6 separate regions of the Mus musculus genome follow, and regions 1, 2, 3, 4 and 6 are each linked to region 5. Evidence: chromatin contacts called from public Hi-C data. All regions are on one chromosome and are shown on one strand. The core of a region is the stretch at or near the end of the contact, and the rest is flanking DNA. Distances in the headings are between cores, read along the strand shown. Region 1 has its middle 21 kb from the start of Gm10248. Region 2 has its middle 37 kb from the start of Gm10248. Region 3 overlaps Lrmda (leucine rich melanocyte differentiation associated). Region 4 overlaps Lrmda (leucine rich melanocyte differentiation associated). Region 5 overlaps Kcnma1 (potassium large conductance calcium-activated channel, subfamily M, alpha member 1). Region 6 overlaps Gm10248 (predicted gene 10248).

The links. Hi-C and Micro-C count contacts between places; a contact is called where the count stands out from the background.
Region 1: a Hi-C map of uterus shows a contact between it and region 5, with 5 times the contacts expected there. The contact joins two enhancer-like sites. A contact is called at or near these places in 2 of 484 Hi-C or Micro-C datasets (nephron progenitors and uterus) and 1 of 9 other capture datasets (embryonic stem cells).
Region 2: a contact with region 5 is called in a Hi-C map of uterus, with 3 times the contacts expected there. The contact joins two enhancer-like sites. A contact is called at or near these places in 4 of 484 Hi-C or Micro-C datasets (the C2C12 cell line, the N1E-115 cell line and uterus) and 1 of 9 other capture datasets (embryonic stem cells).
Region 3: a Hi-C map of uterus shows a contact between it and region 5, with 3 times the contacts expected there. The contact joins two enhancer-like sites. A contact is called at or near these places in 3 of 484 Hi-C or Micro-C datasets (nephron progenitors and uterus), 1 of 115 datasets of contacts at active chromatin or transcription factors (stem cell-derived neural progenitor cells) and 1 of 9 other capture datasets (embryonic trunk).
Region 4: a contact with region 5 is called in a Hi-C map of uterus, with 12 times the contacts expected there. The contact joins two enhancer-like sites. A contact is called at or near these places in 4 of 484 Hi-C or Micro-C datasets (all in uterus).
Region 6: a Hi-C map of uterus shows a contact between it and region 5, with 6 times the contacts expected there. The contact joins two enhancer-like sites. A contact is called at or near these places in 2 of 39 promoter capture datasets (the 3T3-L1 cell line and hippocampal neurons), 8 of 484 Hi-C or Micro-C datasets (the C2C12 cell line, embryonic stem cells and uterus), 3 of 115 datasets of contacts at active chromatin or transcription factors (embryonic basal ganglia and embryonic stem cells) and 3 of 9 other capture datasets (embryonic stem cells, embryonic tail and embryonic trunk).

Annotation. Positions count from the first base shown.
Region 1 is chr14:23,113,830-23,116,529 of GRCm38.p6, reverse strand. No RefSeq gene overlaps it. Among named protein-coding and RNA genes, the nearest start is that of Gm10248, 21 kb to the right of the region's middle. Within about 2 kb of position 1,444, at least 52 of the 459 cell types and tissues checked have an H3K27ac peak or open chromatin away from gene starts, as enhancers often do. A contact at or near this core is called in uterus, where this site is marked.
Region 2 is chr14:23,130,577-23,133,276 of GRCm38.p6, reverse strand. No RefSeq gene overlaps it. Among named protein-coding and RNA genes, the nearest start is that of Gm10248, 37 kb to the right of the region's middle. Within about 2 kb of position 1,251, at least 29 of the 459 cell types and tissues checked have an H3K27ac peak or open chromatin away from gene starts, as enhancers often do. A contact at or near this core is called in uterus, where this site is marked.
Region 3 is chr14:22,905,106-22,907,805 of GRCm38.p6, reverse strand. All of the region lies in intron 6 of Lrmda (leucine rich melanocyte differentiation associated), which reads right to left. Among named protein-coding and RNA genes, the nearest start is that of Gm30783, 26 kb to the left of the region's middle. Within about 2 kb of position 1,250, at least 77 of the 459 cell types and tissues checked have an H3K27ac peak or open chromatin away from gene starts, as enhancers often do. A contact at or near this core is called in uterus, where this site is marked.
Region 4 is chr14:23,014,267-23,016,966 of GRCm38.p6, reverse strand. All of the region lies in intron 6 of Lrmda (leucine rich melanocyte differentiation associated), which reads right to left. Among named protein-coding and RNA genes, the nearest start is that of Gm10248, 79 kb to the left of the region's middle. Within about 2 kb of position 1,391, at least 46 of the 459 cell types and tissues checked have an H3K27ac peak or open chromatin away from gene starts, as enhancers often do. A contact at or near this core is called in uterus, where this site is marked.
Region 5 is chr14:23,389,309-23,392,008 of GRCm38.p6, reverse strand. The region is part of intron 19 of Kcnma1 (potassium large conductance calcium-activated channel, subfamily M, alpha member 1); the gene reads left to right. Among named protein-coding and RNA genes, the nearest start is that of 5430425E15Rik, 120 kb to the left of the region's middle. Within about 2 kb of position 1,443, at least 17 of the 459 cell types and tissues checked have an H3K27ac peak or open chromatin away from gene starts, as enhancers often do. A contact at or near this core is called in uterus, where this site is marked.
Region 6 is chr14:23,083,536-23,086,235 of GRCm38.p6, reverse strand. The region is part of intron 2 of Gm10248 (predicted gene 10248); the gene reads left to right. Among named protein-coding and RNA genes, the nearest start is that of Gm10248, 9.7 kb to the left of the region's middle. Within about 2 kb of position 1,330, at least 30 of the 459 cell types and tissues checked have an H3K27ac peak or open chromatin away from gene starts, as enhancers often do. A contact at or near this core is called in uterus, where this site is marked.

The DNA.
Region 1 (2,700 bases), core at 195-2,694, 280 kb after region 5:
TGGGATTGACGAATTTCTCTCCTGTGCCTACCCGTAACCTGCTCCTCAGCCTCCTCTCCGTGGACTCCCATCACCCTCAGCTCCATCCATCACAGCTGCAGCTCAGCCCGCTGATGTATTACACTAACATATCATTAGTGCAACGGCAGAGCAAGGAGCTCTGATGATGTATTGGGGCCATACATCATCAGAATGAGTCACTCTGATGATGTATAACTCAAAAGATGGTACTATCCAGGGAAATGTGGACATAGCATAAATCAGGGCCAATGTTAAAGAAGAAAACCCAGGACAGCCTTGGGAGAAAAATAAAGGTTCAGGGGTCTCCCGCAGTAGGGGTTGAGAGACAAAACTAGTAAATTCTTAACGGCTCAGATGGAAGCTTTCTGTTAGCAGAGGGTTTCTTAATGACCAAACCAGACCATCAGCATTCCCAGGTGGCACTTGCATTTCCCTCCCATCTGGAAGTCAGCTTGGCTTCTGCGTTCCTGCAAAGCCCCCTTGTCTTGATGGAGATCCAGTGTCCGTCAGATCAAAAGGAGAATATTGTGGGTCTGTGCTTCATCAGAATCCTCATGGATCTCCCATCTATAAGGTGGATTGGAAGGGCTTTGCTAACCACAATGGTTCAAACTGGCCTTCTTTCAGAGTCCTTGCCTTTAGCCACTGATAAATGAAATGAGTGGAGACTTGACAGTCTAGTATAACAAGCAAACCAGGGCAGCCCTAGATCCTAGAAGTTATACATTTTTAGTATACAGCGAAATAGTTTTACCTGTAAGTAAAAACAAAAACAAAAACATCTTTGCTTTGCTTTTCTCTATATAGCAAGAGAAAGAGAAAGAGTCAGTATATTGTTTCTCTAAAGCACAGATTAGATTTTCATGCTATCCACTATTAGATTGGACCAGAAATGATGACAATTGAGGTTGGGACTAAAATCCAACATATTTCAAGCTTTATTTCATCCACAGGGAGGAACACTATAGAAATACTGTCAGCCCTGCCTTCTCATCCTTGGGTTGAGGAATGCATAGCCAAGAGCATCAACCTCTTTGTAACCTTAAAAAGTGGTAGATAAAGAAGCCTTAGAAGAGGGAGTTGAGAGCCATAGGGCAGAGAGGGAGGTAAGACCACACGCAGGCACACTGGGGAAAAATTAACATTTGGGTTTAATGCTTTATTTAATGTCAAACTGTCAGCTTGAGATCTGAGGCCCATGCATACGGATTCTGTCCTTCGACCCATACAAAATAAAATCAAAATCAAAGCCTAGGTGCTTCAGGACTGGAGAATATCAGAGCTCAGCCCTTGGCATCTGGGATCCATTATAGACAAGAAGTCTTCCTCTGTGGGTTCCTTTCCCTGGTCCCCACCCACACTCCAGCAAGGGAGGGGCCAGACAGTGAAGACTTCCTTTGCCAGTGCTGGTGCTGTTGCTGTGACTCATTGCCTTTGTTTATTGCAAGCTCTACAGCGGACTTTGTACTTTAGCTGAGCCCAATCAGAGGGCCCTCCTGGCAGGGTACGAAAGGGCCAGAGTCCTCCATAAGGCACACTGGCACCCTGTCCCTCTCTATGAGGAGTTGAGGGGGAAGTGCTTCACCACCCGAGCAGCAGTTAAGAGAACAAAATGCATTTTTTTTTTATTGTTCACAAATACTTACACCTTCAAAGGCTTTTAAAAGTTGAAACAAAACAGATCTTGCCTCTGTTCTTTATTTATTTTTTGGTGGGGTCTAGGCAGGAGAGGAGAATGAAAGAAAGGAGAAAGCCAGCACATTCCTTGGGTGGTGTTTATAAATGAACAAGACCTGAGAGGGATCCCATAATGCCTTGCGGTTGTCACCTACATCTGCCTGTATGATCTCCCTCTGGCTGTGCTGTGCAGAAGTGTCAGGTCTGGGACATAAGTCATTACAGACCATGGCTGTATGAAAAGGAAGTGGCTACAGACAAGTTCCTACAGGCTAATACAACTCAGTGGTCAACCATAAGAAAACAGACAACTGTGGAGAATATGCCAGAATTATACCAACTAGCACCAATCAACTTAATTGAAAGAAATCTTGGGTCAAGCTGCATAGAGGAACAACCATGCAAAGATCTTGGAGATTTGGCCCACTAGGCTTGCAGCTGAGGTGCATTCTCTGGGTTTGATTTGTTAGACCTGCCAGGCTGCAGAGGCAGCCACAGGTTCCGTGCTCACCCCATCAGTCATCTTTCAGCACGTGGCATATATGGTAACCATTCAATATTTTTAACACCATGGTGTTTTTCTGCATCCTGTGTTCAGGTGAGGAAACTGAGGCTGGCACTGATGCTGTGTCTCCTGCAGGCTTATAACCAGGAAGTAGCAGATTGGATTTTAACTCAGTTTCCTTTGGCATCTAAGACCACAGTTTAGTGTAACATGCATGGAGGCCTTAGATGTCTCCACTACTTTGCTTTCCTAGCATACAAGGTAATGATATGTTCATACATATACATCATTACACTATGCTCATACTTACTACTCTGTCTTCAACACCCCAATAGATTCACCCCCTCCTTTCAAATAGCACACACACACACACACACACACACACACACACACACCTTCCACATATGAGAAATAAATGCAGTCTTTCTTCGCTTGCTCATTTGCCAAATGCTTGTTCTAGGGGAAAAGTCCAAGTTTTCCAGAGACCACATCTAAAC
Region 2 (2,700 bases), core at 2-2,501, 260 kb after region 5:
CACAAACCTCAAACACTGAGTCATTGTGTCATTGAGATGAACCCAACCTAATATGAATCAGGAACACCCAGATGACCCACAGATAGAGAACACGGAATAATGAATGACTACTGTGTTAAGCTACTGAATTTGGAATAATTCCTTGCATGGTAACAGCTAACTGATTTAATCCCTAGTATTTGAAGAAAGTTTCCTGCCTGCTATAAATATGTCTAGAAATTTTCTGTCTGTGTAGACTTTCTCATGTCCACCTACTCTTCACAGACATTAAGAATAAGGCCACAGCTCCTCTAGAATTATTCTAGCAATGTCCAGTGTGATCCTGCCACACGTGTTTTGTCATGTATTCTTTTTTAGACTTCTATGAAGGAACTATTCATCTATCTTCTGATAACTTGGGCTAAAACTCAGAAAGGACATTAGAACAAAAGTGAGGCTAGGCTAGACAGTAGGTGCTAGGCTAGACTATGCTAGGAGGTAGATCCCAAGGCTAAGAGAAGAAACAGGAAATGCTGTGGTATCTCTCTATGCCTGTTTACTTCTCTTGGTGTTTTTTATTGTTCCTTTGGACACAATTCACCCAGAGGACCCGTGTTTGCTCCTTCATTGTTGCTGATTCCCTACCATGTACTGGCCTTTTACTATAAAGCATAGTCTACATCCAACCCAAATGAAAGACCTTATTGTACCTCAAATACCTAATTCTGAATGCTTCCCCATGAATCCTCTTATTCCCAGGACACTTGGGTTATAGCTGTGTTGAAGAAGGCCTCTCACTTTTGTGGCTTTAGTTGGCACGTCTGCAATCCTAGGGAACTGGGTGCCGGGAGGGCCTCTGTGACTTACAGTCATAAAATTCTCTGATGAGTCTTATCTGTGCAACCAGACTCATATAAACATAAATTTTTAGCTTTGGAAGAACATGTGAAACCGTCCATCCCAACACTTTAATTTATGAACAAGGAAGTGGAGCCCTCAACAGAAAAAGTGGTTGGCCTTGGCCCACCCAGCAAGTTCACAGCAGGGCTAAGATGGGAGCCTGAGCTCTTTGTTTTCGTCATTGTGTCTGCTTTAACTTCCTTGAGGACAGGGAATAATTTCGGATTCATCTTCTCTTCTTTGTCTTCAGCCACAGAATCCTGGAGTTGTAACCAACACTCAATAAATCTCAAGAAATATCTGTTGACTCGGAATGAGAATGAGCAAGCATTGCTTATGCAGCCAAGACAGCAAATTTCTGTCTGTTCAGCCAAGAGACCATGAGTGCCACAGCCCCTGGAGGTCTTCCTGCTCTGTGTGGGGCAGTATTTTGACCACGCAGAGCTAGTCTCTTGAGTTATATGTTTGATCAAAGAGACAAAGCACACCCTTATCTAGTTCTCTGTTGACATCACTGCATCCCCAAACACAGTGCTGCTCACCATGAGGCTCAGTGGGCAATTTACACCTAATTTCTCACTCACAGTTCAGGCTTTGACTAAAGCAATAGGCTGTGGGTAAGGAAATCATGTGTTATGTTTAGGCAGACAGCCACTAAAAGCATGTGCTGGGTCATAAGCTCTGATTTCTGCAACAGGAAATAGTATCAACTCACCAGGAGGCTCCAGCAAGGGGGTAAGGACAGTTGGACTTGGACTATTATCATGGTACCGAATATCCTTCCTTTTTTTTTTTTCAGAGCTGTGAAGTTGGAAAATAGTTTCCACCTGCATGGCAGTGAACTGAAAAGGCAGAGGACCCATGCCGTCTGCCGGCTTTCGAAGCCACAAGCAGCAGCAGCCAGGGACTTGCTTCCGGCGCTAGTAGCAGTGAAGGAGGCAAGTCCACAAAGGGACAAGCCAAATAGTGTTAGGTCTCAAATGTGTTTGGGAAAGTCTATTTAGGGACTTTTTAAAAAACAAAAGCCTTTACTTTCTTCTTCAGTGCTTTACAGTTTTCATTGTATTTGTCATTGCATCCCTAATAGAAACCATGATTTGGGGAGCTAGGGTATTCTGAATAGGATTGTTTCCCCATAAGTGTCTCAGTAGGTTTATCTTTGGTTTATAGGAAGGCAACTGGCTTGGGCAGGCTCATTATATAACCTGCTGCTGTATTTTAAAAGCATATGTTCTTTGATTCAGGGAAACAGGACATGCATATGAGTTAATAATACAACAGAAGTCCTTAAACTCCAATTTAAAAAGGAGGACATTGCCAGAAATGTTTGGACCTACTTAGAACCCTTCACTGTTCCCATGGTGTGTGTGTGTGTACACTCATGTGTGCACATACATGTGCTTAAGCATATTGAATACATTATTTATTTTGTTCTTTTGTACTCTCACAGAGAATGAGCTATGTTATACATAGTCTTCAACGACATTTATTATATATCTAATAGTAATCTTTCTATTATATGTATCAATTTAATACACCATGCAATGAGCTTCCCACCATTCTTTAAGTCTATACTAACCTAGATGGACATTTAGCTGCTTTCTGTTTCTCCCTCATAAGTAATGCTGAGATTAATAGTCTTAAAATGACTGCAGCCAACATTCAGGAGACTCTCTATTCATTTACGAAGAGTACAATAGCTTCCCCATTAGTAAGGTGCACTTCAGATTTACAAGATAAAGGCAAATTATTTTACAAATATACATTCTCTACCCACAGGACAGTATTGCGTTAGGCTTGGTACTGGGTCTCTGACTCTGT
Region 3 (2,700 bases), core at 1-2,500, 480 kb after region 5:
AGAAGAGAAAAGAAAAAAGAAAACCTAAGCTTAAATCTTACAATTGCCCCTTTGAGGGTCGTTGACTCTGCAAGTTTTACAGTGGGATCCCCAAAATGAATGCTGCCTCTATGCAAAGCAACAGGGGGTCATGTTATAATTAGAATGCAATCAGTGGGATTGGTTATGGCTTGGTTCTCTTTCTGAAATGACAATCTATGCCACATCTGCCATTACATTAATATTTTCTGCCTTTTGAGAACAGGGGGAGGGTGGGTAGGGGAGGTGGAGGAAGGCATCTCTCTACTGGGCTGCTGATAGAGTTGTCTTAACTAGAAGTCTGCGTGAGCTAATCAAGGCCTGAGCAGTTCACCTTTAAAATACCCAAACCATCTGGCAGGCTGTCCCACGATAAATCTCTATGATAAATGCCTCCGTTTTGATGTTACAAAGGAACCACAGACCTGCTCAGTTTTGGCACAGCTGAGAACATACTGGCAACAGCAGAATAGAATTCAGATGTCCTCAAATAGAGAAGTAAATCATTTTGACCTGCGGGGCATAATATATTTAGAGAAAGCCTGATTGTAATAAAAAGGTTGGTCTTGTCACAGTTTCTGCTGCAGGAATGGTGATCTATTTTTTTGTTTTGTTTTGTTTTGTTTTGCTTTTCTGGTATATACTTTTCAGTTTAATGAAAACTCCAGTGAGTATCCTATAAAAGCTTTCCATCTCTACCCCTGCTTTTTGTGTGAGAGTCTTCAGACATCTCTTTCTGTCCCCTTGTGAATTGCTACAGTGGCCGCTTGCTGGTTCTCAGGCATCCTGCAGAGGAATAGCTGGAGTGGAGCATGCCTTCAGAATGATTAATCCACTTGCCTTTCACGGGTCTGTTTTGCTGGGCCCAGAGCCACTGCCAAGAAAGGACACACTGTGACCACCAGCACCAGGGAGAGAAGGCATAGCCTCTCAACTCAAGGTTAGCCTGGACCTGGTGCCGAGGGGGACTCATAAAATAAATTATGCTGTGTGGTTTTGGAAGGTAGACTTTTATGTCTCGCCAAGCTTCAGAAACAAATTATAGAGTGGTCAGTTGTCCTTATTTATTTCATGTTTTCCCCCCATAACATTAAGAAACTAATTAAACATGGATGCCAAATGGTAAGCAGTCTTTGTCCCACTTCCTTGCTTAGACACACAGTGCCTCACCCTTGGCTGTGGAGAAGGATCTCAGCCAAGCAAGGTTTAGCTAATGACAAGGCTTCAGCCGTTCTAGGGCTCCTGGGAATGCCTGGGACCTTGTGACAAGGCTTGGTGTCTTTTCCCACTCTGGCCTAGTTGGTTACAACAGCTTGACCAATTCTCTCCACAGCTGCTGGGGTCACTTTCTGGTGACTAATGGGAAAGACAGATTTCCCATCTGTCCCCTGAAAAATGGTTTAATAAAATGAGTCTGCTCACACACCCAAAGGAAGCCAGAAACAGGCATGAGAGGTGACATGTGTCCGATGAGGGGGTTTTCAATCTCACCCTGTTAGTCTCCAGACAAAGTTGGCAACAAAGAAGAGTAGCTGTTTCCCTGGGTAGAACTGAGTTGGGAAAGGAACACAGGCTGTTTTGAAGCTCACCGGAGCCTGCAGCGACGAGAGTCTGCAATTGCTCAGAGTCTCATTGAAAAAAAAGTACAAATAAATTTGAGGTCACCCTGTTCAATAAAACTTTAAAAAAATATATTTACTGACAGTCCACTTGGAAGGAAAAAGACACAAAAATTTATTGGCTGTTGGCAACTAGAGTGGAGACATGTTTCCCATACCTTTTTGTCTGCCTTGGGCAAAACAACACTTATCTAGTTGTTTGACTGTCCTACAAGGCAGTGCTCATGGTGCAGAGAGGAGACACCCACTGAATCTGTGGCTTCTTCAGCTCTTTAATCATTTCTTTGGCTTTTTCCCCGAATCCCTTCCAGGCTCTGGAGATTATGGTAGTTGACGATTCTTTGGGTTCAGTGGGGACAAAGAGAAATGTGCCAGGTAAGAGCATGTGCACCTATAGTTACAATGACATGGAATAATGGCACCCATTCACTCTCCCTTCTTCCCTGGCTCTTTACTCCCCTCAACTATGTGACTTGTCACTTCTGATGCTCACAGACCCTCTGGCCAGGTCACTTTTCAAATCTCTTCCTGCAATTAACAATGTGGCTACCAAGAGGCCCTGCAGGAAAATAAGAGACATTCCTCCTGCTCCCCGACTTCACCATGCTTTGCTTGTGGGTTTTGGCTCGACTCATTGGGGATGTTTCTCTTTTCTCATCTGCTCTTTAAAGCAAGAAGACACCTTGAGCCTAAACGTCCCAGAGAAGCAGGAAGATTAAGTGTGCAGTACTCACAGGTTGTGTACTTAACATTGATATTATTACTTTTTCTTTTTCTTTATTAGATATTTTCTTCATTTGCATTTCAAATGCTATCCCGAAAGTCCCCTATACCCTCTCCCCACCCTGTTCCCCAACCCACCCACTCCTGCTTCCTAGTCTGGCATTCCCCTGTACTGGGGCATATAATCTTTGAAAGACCTTTCGAAGGGCCTTTCATCCCATTGATGGCCTACTAGGCCATCCTTTGCTACATATGCAACTAGAGACACAAGTCTGGGGGGTACTTGTTAGTTCATATTGTTGTTTCTCCTATAGGGTTACAGGCCCCTTCAGCTTCTTGG
Region 4 (2,700 bases), core at 142-2,641, 370 kb after region 5:
ACCCGTGCAGCCTGCCCTCCGCGGAGTCCCGGAGCCAAGAAGGCTCCCGCCGGCGCCTGTGCCACAAACCTCTCAGGCCAGGCAGGAGGTCTGTATTTTTAAAGTATTAACCATGCCATGTACTTAAATTATCTCTATCTTGTACTCCCATTTCTTCGTCGTAACATCACACCTCAATATCTCCCGAAGAAGTTCCCTCTAAAACAAGCTATTAAGTGACCTGACATGGAATCTGTACCTCAGACAAGTGGTTGCAGAAGAGCTTTCAACACAAGCTGTCTATTGTCTGACATGTTTCTATTTATTTCTACCAATGTATGCCATTTTTCAAATCCTCCTATCCCTATAGGGGTGACTTATTTGGTCTGTTTTATTTGGAAAGGGGGAAGAATCAAAAGCTAGTTGTATGGTTGTTGGGTTGTTTGTTTGTTTGTTGTGTTGTTTTTTGTTTTTGTTTTTTCTTGGTCATCAGATGAAGCCATCTCTGCCTTATTTCTGTCTGCTGAAAGAGATGGCACCATGCCTGGCCAAGTCCCCTTTCCTTCAGCCTCCATAGTCCAGCCAGACTCACAGCAGTGCTACAAAATATAGACTTGAAAAGTAATTAAGATATAAGTATTCCAGAAGAGAACACATGGTTATTTAAAGCCATTGGACAGCTTTCAAAAGGAAAGATCTATGAAATCCAAGGGCTGAGAGCCATCACGCTGTTTGCCTCCATTTCTCACATTAAGAATAGAGACTAATTATAAATCTCCAGCAAATATGACCTGGTAAAGAGTTTTCAAACAAAAGCCTGCACTGAACAGGATATCTGGCAGATCTGGGCACTTGTTTTCACTAATAACCATTAAAGTTGTTCCTAGTAAAGCCTTTTACAGCAGCATTAGAAATATCAGGGTTTACGTTTTCCTTAATGAATCACTGCACTGTGTTACCATTGCACCACGGTCTCCCAGCGGCTCCTGATCCTCGCTTTGTCTCCGTGGTGCCTCTTTCCCCCTGTAACATTTCGTTTCCAATGACACGTCAGCCGTCTTTCACCAACCTCAAAGGAAAGTTGAATGCAGGGCTCACAAAGTTAAGCTGACATTTGCTCCCTTCCAATAAAAAATATTTAGTCCATTAAACATAAATACCTGTCATTATGATACATGGAGTGGGTGCGAGCCTCCCGGTTCCCTCTGATGTTTATTACATCCAAGCAACTGCAGTGCCTGCATGTTTTCAACTTTAGTGTATTGATTAAACTTTTAAATGGCTGCCATATAACCCAGGGACAGCGGGAAGATTAATTTGCGTCAATGTTCATCTGTAATTCATTAGCCATTTATTCTTTACAACCACATGGGCTATCAAGAAAATGCAGGCCATTTTTCACTCGGCACAGGCTGAGAACAGATTCTGAAATTTGTGCTGCATACAAATAAGTTCCCGGGGTCTGGCCAGTTAAACTGCTTGGCTTTTCAAAAGTTGAGGAGAGGAGGAGTGGGGTAGGGGCATGAAGACTCCTGGGGGGAGGGAACGGGCATCTTCAGGCTTAACTGTGTTTGTTAGTTCTCTGCAAGGGGAGGAACGAGCATCTTCAGGCTTAACTGTGTTGGTTCTCTGCTTTTCTGTCCATGGACACTGGTTTCTTCTTACAGTTGGATTAAAATAACGGAAACCTGTGTCTGAGCAGAGGCAATAAATAACCCAGTTGCTCTCTTCCCCATCCGCTCTCTTCCCCAACACTTCTCTTCCCACCCCTACCTAATGTCTCCTAAAGTGCTGTTCCTGGCAGAAAACCTCAGCCAGTTGCAGTGAAGTAGAAAAGTGTGTAGCCTAGAGGAATCTGGAGCTGTCAAGTCAGGGACAGTGGCATTTGAACCAGCTCTTCCCCAAACAGTGGAATCTCAACCCTGCCTGGAGCTGGGAAGGTGCCCAGCTAAATAGCAGTTTCCTGAGGGAAGAGGGAAGCCATCTGGCTTCTCCACATGCCCTCCTGACCCCCTTGGCAGAAAACAGACTACAAAGTAGAGGCATACACAGAATTAAGCACACCCCTGAAAGACCCTTCCACACACAAGGTGCTATGGGAAGAAAAGGAAAGAGCTTTGTGTGCTCAGGTCAGGGCTGGAGGAGACGAAAGCACAGAAGGGGAATTGTTCTTCATAAGGATGAATAATTAAAGCAGAGAGCTTGCAGCCTGGGCCTCACTGTGGCTCATCACTGTAACAGTGAACAGCAAAGAAATCAATGGTCATGACAATACTCTCTCTCTCTCTCTCTCTCTCTCTCTCTCTCTCTCTCTCTCTCTCTGTGTGTGTGTGTGTGTGTGTCTGTCTATCTGTCTCTCTCTGCCTCTCTGTCTCTGCCTCTGCCTCTCTCTGTCTCTCTGTCTGTCTGTCTCTCTCTCTCTGTCTCTCTCTCTGTCTCTCTGTCTCTCTGTCTCTCTGTCTCTCTCTCTCTCTCTCTCTCTCTCTGTGTGTGTGTGTGTGTGTGTGTGTGTGTGTGTGTGTGTGTGTGTGTGATTGGGGAAGCTGACTGGCAGTACTAGAAGAGGCATCATGCAGTTGCTGAAGGCAAAAGCTGCCTGGTCTGTGATGCCCACAAAAAAAAAAATCAAAGGTAATATTACATACTGGTAAGCTTTGGTAATAGTATCTGAAAAAGAGCCAGCATAGAGGAAGCCTTGGGGAGGATGCAGTAAATGTCCAT
Region 5 (2,700 bases), core at 194-2,693:
GACAGGATGCTGGGGGTGGGGGTGGGGCATCCTTCTCTCATTTAGGATCCATTTTCCCCTGGTGTCCACATTATAAAGACCCAAAGTGTTAATTAGTCCAGACTCCTTGATGGAGAACAGGCCTTTACATTTCTCAGGGACTCCAGTCAGTCAAGGACCTTTTGTCCACATGACTCTCTCTGCAGAATGACAATGTCACCGGGACTTCTGTGGTCTGTCTTGGAGGAGAGGAAAGGAAGCATGCTATTATTAACCTTGACAACAGCAATTGTGCGGTCACTGTTTGTCCTCAGTGTTTGCCAGAGAGCAGCTGTAGATCAAACAGGACCACTCTAGAAAGTACTTGTGTCTCTCTGATGGAACTGATGGTACAGATGGCTCAGGGAAACGTGGCACATCACAATCTCCCCCTTTCTAGTGATGCTGGGGCTAGAACCCAGGCCATCACTCATGCTAAGCAAGCACTCTACCTCTGAGCTCTGCCCTGAATGATCCGGCCACACTACTCTTTCTGAGTGTCCAATGCATGACATTTAGATTTAAACCAAGCTGAGCAGTGGTATCAAAACCAAGATGGCTGATCGGGCCTTCCATAGTTTAATACTGAGGGATAAAGACATGAAACATGAACAGTATTGAGCAGGACTTTCTCCAGTACTTTCCAGAAGATAATCTGCCTGATCCTGCTAAGATATTAGTTTTGGGGTATGTGTGTGTGTGCATTGTAGGAGAGAAGAGGAGCTCTATATACTTTTAGAAATTTCTGCATAAAGGAGAATGTCTTCTTTAAGTTTTACATGTCACCCCTCCAGAGAGTATTTTAGATGGACACTTGAGGGGTGGGGGTGGGGAAAATCTGCCATTCAGCCACAAGGGAGAAACTTCCATTCTAACACAAAATGATGGTTGTATTTAATGTTAAAAAACAGTGGGTAACTTTTGTAATGAACAATTTCATTCGGGATTAATTTCAATTTTCTTCTCTCCTTATTGTTTGGCAGTCAAGGTTGAAGCTAGAGCCCGCTATCACAAAGACCCATTTATGCACAAGAATGCGACTCCCAATTCTCCACACGTGCCCAAGCCAGGTGAAGGAGTGCTGGGCTTTGTCCCAGTGTTTAACAGTTGCCTGGTACCCCTCAGCGTTTCACTGTAACACACTAAGCTCAGTTGCAGAAGACAGAGAGCTACTGTGGCTTTCAGCATGCATTTAACTTCTTTGGGCCACAAAATTTGAAAGAGAAAAGCCATTAAAAAAAAAAAAACAACCAAAAAACAAAACCAATGGATGATCATGAAAACAACCCCACTCTCCGACTAGCAGCTTGCACCCTGACTTCAGTAGGAAGCCCCTTCAGTTTGATGCCTTTGTGTTCAATACCACTATGCATGCCATTTATTCTAAGTGACTCCAGTGTGAATATGACATTACTAATGATCTGCTAAGTGTGTGCAGATGTGGGTTACTCCAGATGTGGTCATTAATAACGTAATGGAGATAGCTGTTTGACTCATGTTTATGAGTTGTTACCTTTTATTACTTTTCTGAGTTTATTTGCTTTGAGCTATTTTTTAACTCCAGCCAACAAACTCACCTTTAAATCTCAGAGCTTCATCTCCACCCCACCCCACTCTGCCCTCCTTAATCTCTTGGGGAAAACAGGGAGGAGGGAAAATGCCCGGGGCTGGAGGGGACTGGTGGATTCATTCCATGTAAGTAACAGGCTACTTGGGCAACCTGAAAGTCACAGTCATTACCCACTCCACCTCACGGATCCTTACAAGAAGCGCCAGTGGTCTCTGGCATAATACTTGCAGTCTGGAGAGGAAGACAAAGGCAGGGGTTGCTTTAAAAAAAAATCTTGTAAAATATCTGATCATTTTGAAGTAAGCCCCAGCCCCCGGCCAATGTTTCTGGAAGACGTTGCTTTGCTCTTGCTTAAAAACAGAACGCTGATGTGAAGGAGAGCGAAATGTTGTTACAGATGTTCAGCTCTGCATTAAGGCTGTTGGAATTACCACCACATCTTAAATCAATTCCCAGAGCATTGTCTGGAGGTTATGTCACCGAAATAATGAATCCTCTTTAGTCAAGAAAACGCAAACATGTTAAAACATCATTGTAAGTTTAAATTAAACTCCAGCGCCAACGAGGGGATCTGAAGCCTCATTAGACCTGCCTGACATTTTCCTAACGCTGACTCTTCTCCCCAAACTGTAAAACTGTTAGATTCAGGGCCTATTAGACAAGAGAGCGCTGGGAAGTTACAACAGAACATTAAGTGTTATACTTAGGGATGCGCAAAAACAAGCCCTTGAATTTTACGAGGGCTCAAAGACTTGGGAGAGTTTGGCTCCTATAAAAATTCCACATTAGATTCTCGAACTTGTTTGTGTTTTAAAGAAGCTGGCAAGTCAGGTTTCTTTAAAGGAACACCTCTTCATTCAGCTCGTGTGGAGGCATGGGAAGATGCTAGAAAGGTAGATTGCAATGAGCCAGAAAGCAGGTTAAGTTCAAGCCTGTGACTCTTTGTGCTCCCAAGGCAGTGGCTCGCTGCTGCTTGAACATGTTTGTCTTTCGTGAAAGCGAGTGAGCTTAAGTCTCTCTTTTGTTTTCATTTCTCATGTAGTCATAGAAGCCATGAGATAAGAATTATATCTGAGAGATCAGCTACTTTTCCTAGAACTGCTTTCTGTAAA
Region 6 (2,700 bases), core at 81-2,580, 310 kb after region 5:
CTTACTGTTGCCAGGTAACTGTGGGGAGGAGCATACCTGGCAAAAGTCAGGTAACTGTGGGGGTGGAGTCTAGCCAAAATGCCAGAAGCTTGGGACATTGTCTGTGTGACTGAGTCACAGAATTATGGACAAGCACCTGATTCTGGGAATGTGGCTCACCTTTCCATCCTTTGTAGATTTCTCTATTGGGTCACCAGAGCATACCCCATTCAACCAAAATAGGCTGCCTATCACAGTCCCACACTTGGTGATTAACTTACCATGCTGGCCTCAAAATTCAGATCCACTTCTGCCTTCTGAGTGACAGAAATAATGCCTTGTCCTACCATTCCCAGTGGTTAAAAATTTTTAAATATTATTCAATTTTAAAATTTTAATTTCAAAAATAAAAAACTTAAAATATTTGAGTTTTAATTTGCTAATAATTTGTCTAGAGTTTGCCTTTAGTGTAGCTTTTTATTTCTGTATTTGTCTGCTGGTTATACATAGCATATAAAACGAGGGGGCAAATAGCATGCACACTCATTTCTCCTGAAGAGTTAATATGAGATTGTAGTTGCTTCTAATTTGCATGTTTGAAATAATTCTCTGGGGTAGTTTTTGAGCTTTGAAGAGTTCATTTTGATATTTTAGTTTAAAAAAATGTTTATCAGATGTCAAATAATTACAATTTCTGCTTATTTAATAAAATTTGATCAGCTTAAAACACAAATAGTTTTGAAATTCTGGGTGGACTTTAGATGTAAATATGAAAGGCAAAATAAGATTGGAAGTTAAAAATCTGGTAATGTATGTGGGATAAAGTGAATATTTTAATACATTGAAAGAACATTAATCAAAAAATAAAGGTTAAGAAAACATCACATCAAATTCAGTAACTTTTGCTCATGTAAAAATACTGTGAAGAAAATGGGAGAAGATATCTGTACTGTTAAAGCAGAAGAGGCCAAAGTAAATAGTAATTAGTAGATATCTATTAAGAATGAGTTAGACTTTTGCTCGTTTGTAAGAAAAGCCAATGAAGCTAAAATAATGAAAGCTGCTAGCATCATTGCTGATGGACAGGCTTAGAATGATGCTTCATTGAAAGGGCCACCTAATTCCCAAATACAAAACCAGGAAGGAAGTAAAGTTGGGTTTTATCAAAGTGTGTTGTAACAGCAGAGAAGCTGTGATATGACAGTAAACTCATTTCAACATTCCATGGTAAATGTTACAACAAAAAATATCCCCTCCTGGCCTGCTTCCCGAAAAGTTCTAGTGTGTTTTGGGTCACTGTGACACCAGCATTCTCTTCAGCAGTGACTCATAGCATTTGGGGGTTGAGATCAACACCACAGTTGATTTATGACCATGCTCAAGGCCCCAAGAAATTTTCAGCAGAAACCAAACTTGGAGCTTATATGGGTGCCACTGCCTATTTTATCAAATTTTTGTCAAGTTTATTTATTTATTTTTTAAATAAATGAATGTACTTATCAAATCCTCATGCTATTTAGAGATACTTAACTACAAGCCAATATATTGAGTTAAGAACTATTAAAGAAATATATTGTGCTAGCAGGCTGGAGGTTTGGATTAAAGATTATCCACACATCTGCTGTTATCCATCATGCCCCTAACCTCAGTTTGGGGCTAGAGAAAATCAGAACAGCCTCTCCCACCAGGTGAACTTGGGTACCACCTGTTACTTTGGCTGAGTAGGAAGCCTGCCCATGGATTTTTAGTAAGCAAAAAAATTTGACTTTGGCAGAACATTAAAAAGAAGTAATATTTCAAAATAATGCAAGAGAGCAATATTTATGAAACTGTTTTGCACACAGTTTCTGAGAAGCCAGCTCTGGCCTACCATTATAAATCATTCTCTGACTGCGTTAGAGGGGAGAAGGTTTGCCAAATAGATCCTAGAGGATCTGTAACAGAGACTGCTGTTTTAAAATGATCAAATTATCTTAGGATCTAGACATGGGGAATGTTAGCACTCTGCTCTCCCCCCCAACTCCTCCCCCACCAAATGTGGAAAAGAGTTTCAAAATGGAAACCTATGAAAGAGAGAGTAGAATAAGAACACAGAGAGCAAATAGACACAGGAAACCAGTGGGACCAGCCCCACATCCCCCTCTAACCAGCCCCAGATGGAGGCGTCCACCATAGCAGCCACTCCTACATTGTTGTGGCTTGGTAGCATCAGTTGTTTAGCATGTCATTGCAAAGTTCTCTGAACACTTCCCTCTGGCTTTGTCCATTTGTAGACACCACTCTGGAATTGGGGTATGACAAGAATTAGAATTGACATCCACCAAACTCTGTGTGTCCTGGAGCCAGCCTCAATGGCTCTGCCACTGTCACATCAAGCTCCATCCCTCCCGGCCACTCTGTGTCTGCACCCATGACACCTGTCAGAAACTTTCAAGTGTCTGCTCATTTCTTTATCAATGTGGCCTGCACAGCCCAGGCAAAGGAGGAGTGACATTTGGGATGAGAGAGAGATGGGTAGTGCCTCCCCCGCCCTCTGTCTCCTCTAACTGTCAGCTTGAGTTTTCTCTCTACATATCAAGATTGATACCTAGTTGCCTTGTCATTTAGAAATGCATGGAGTGGTAACCAGGTTTGAAAACAGTGTGGGAGACTGGGAACTTGAGCAGTCTCCTTAGAGAATGATGCATCAAGAAGAAATTAACCAAAAGAGGCATGGAGCTG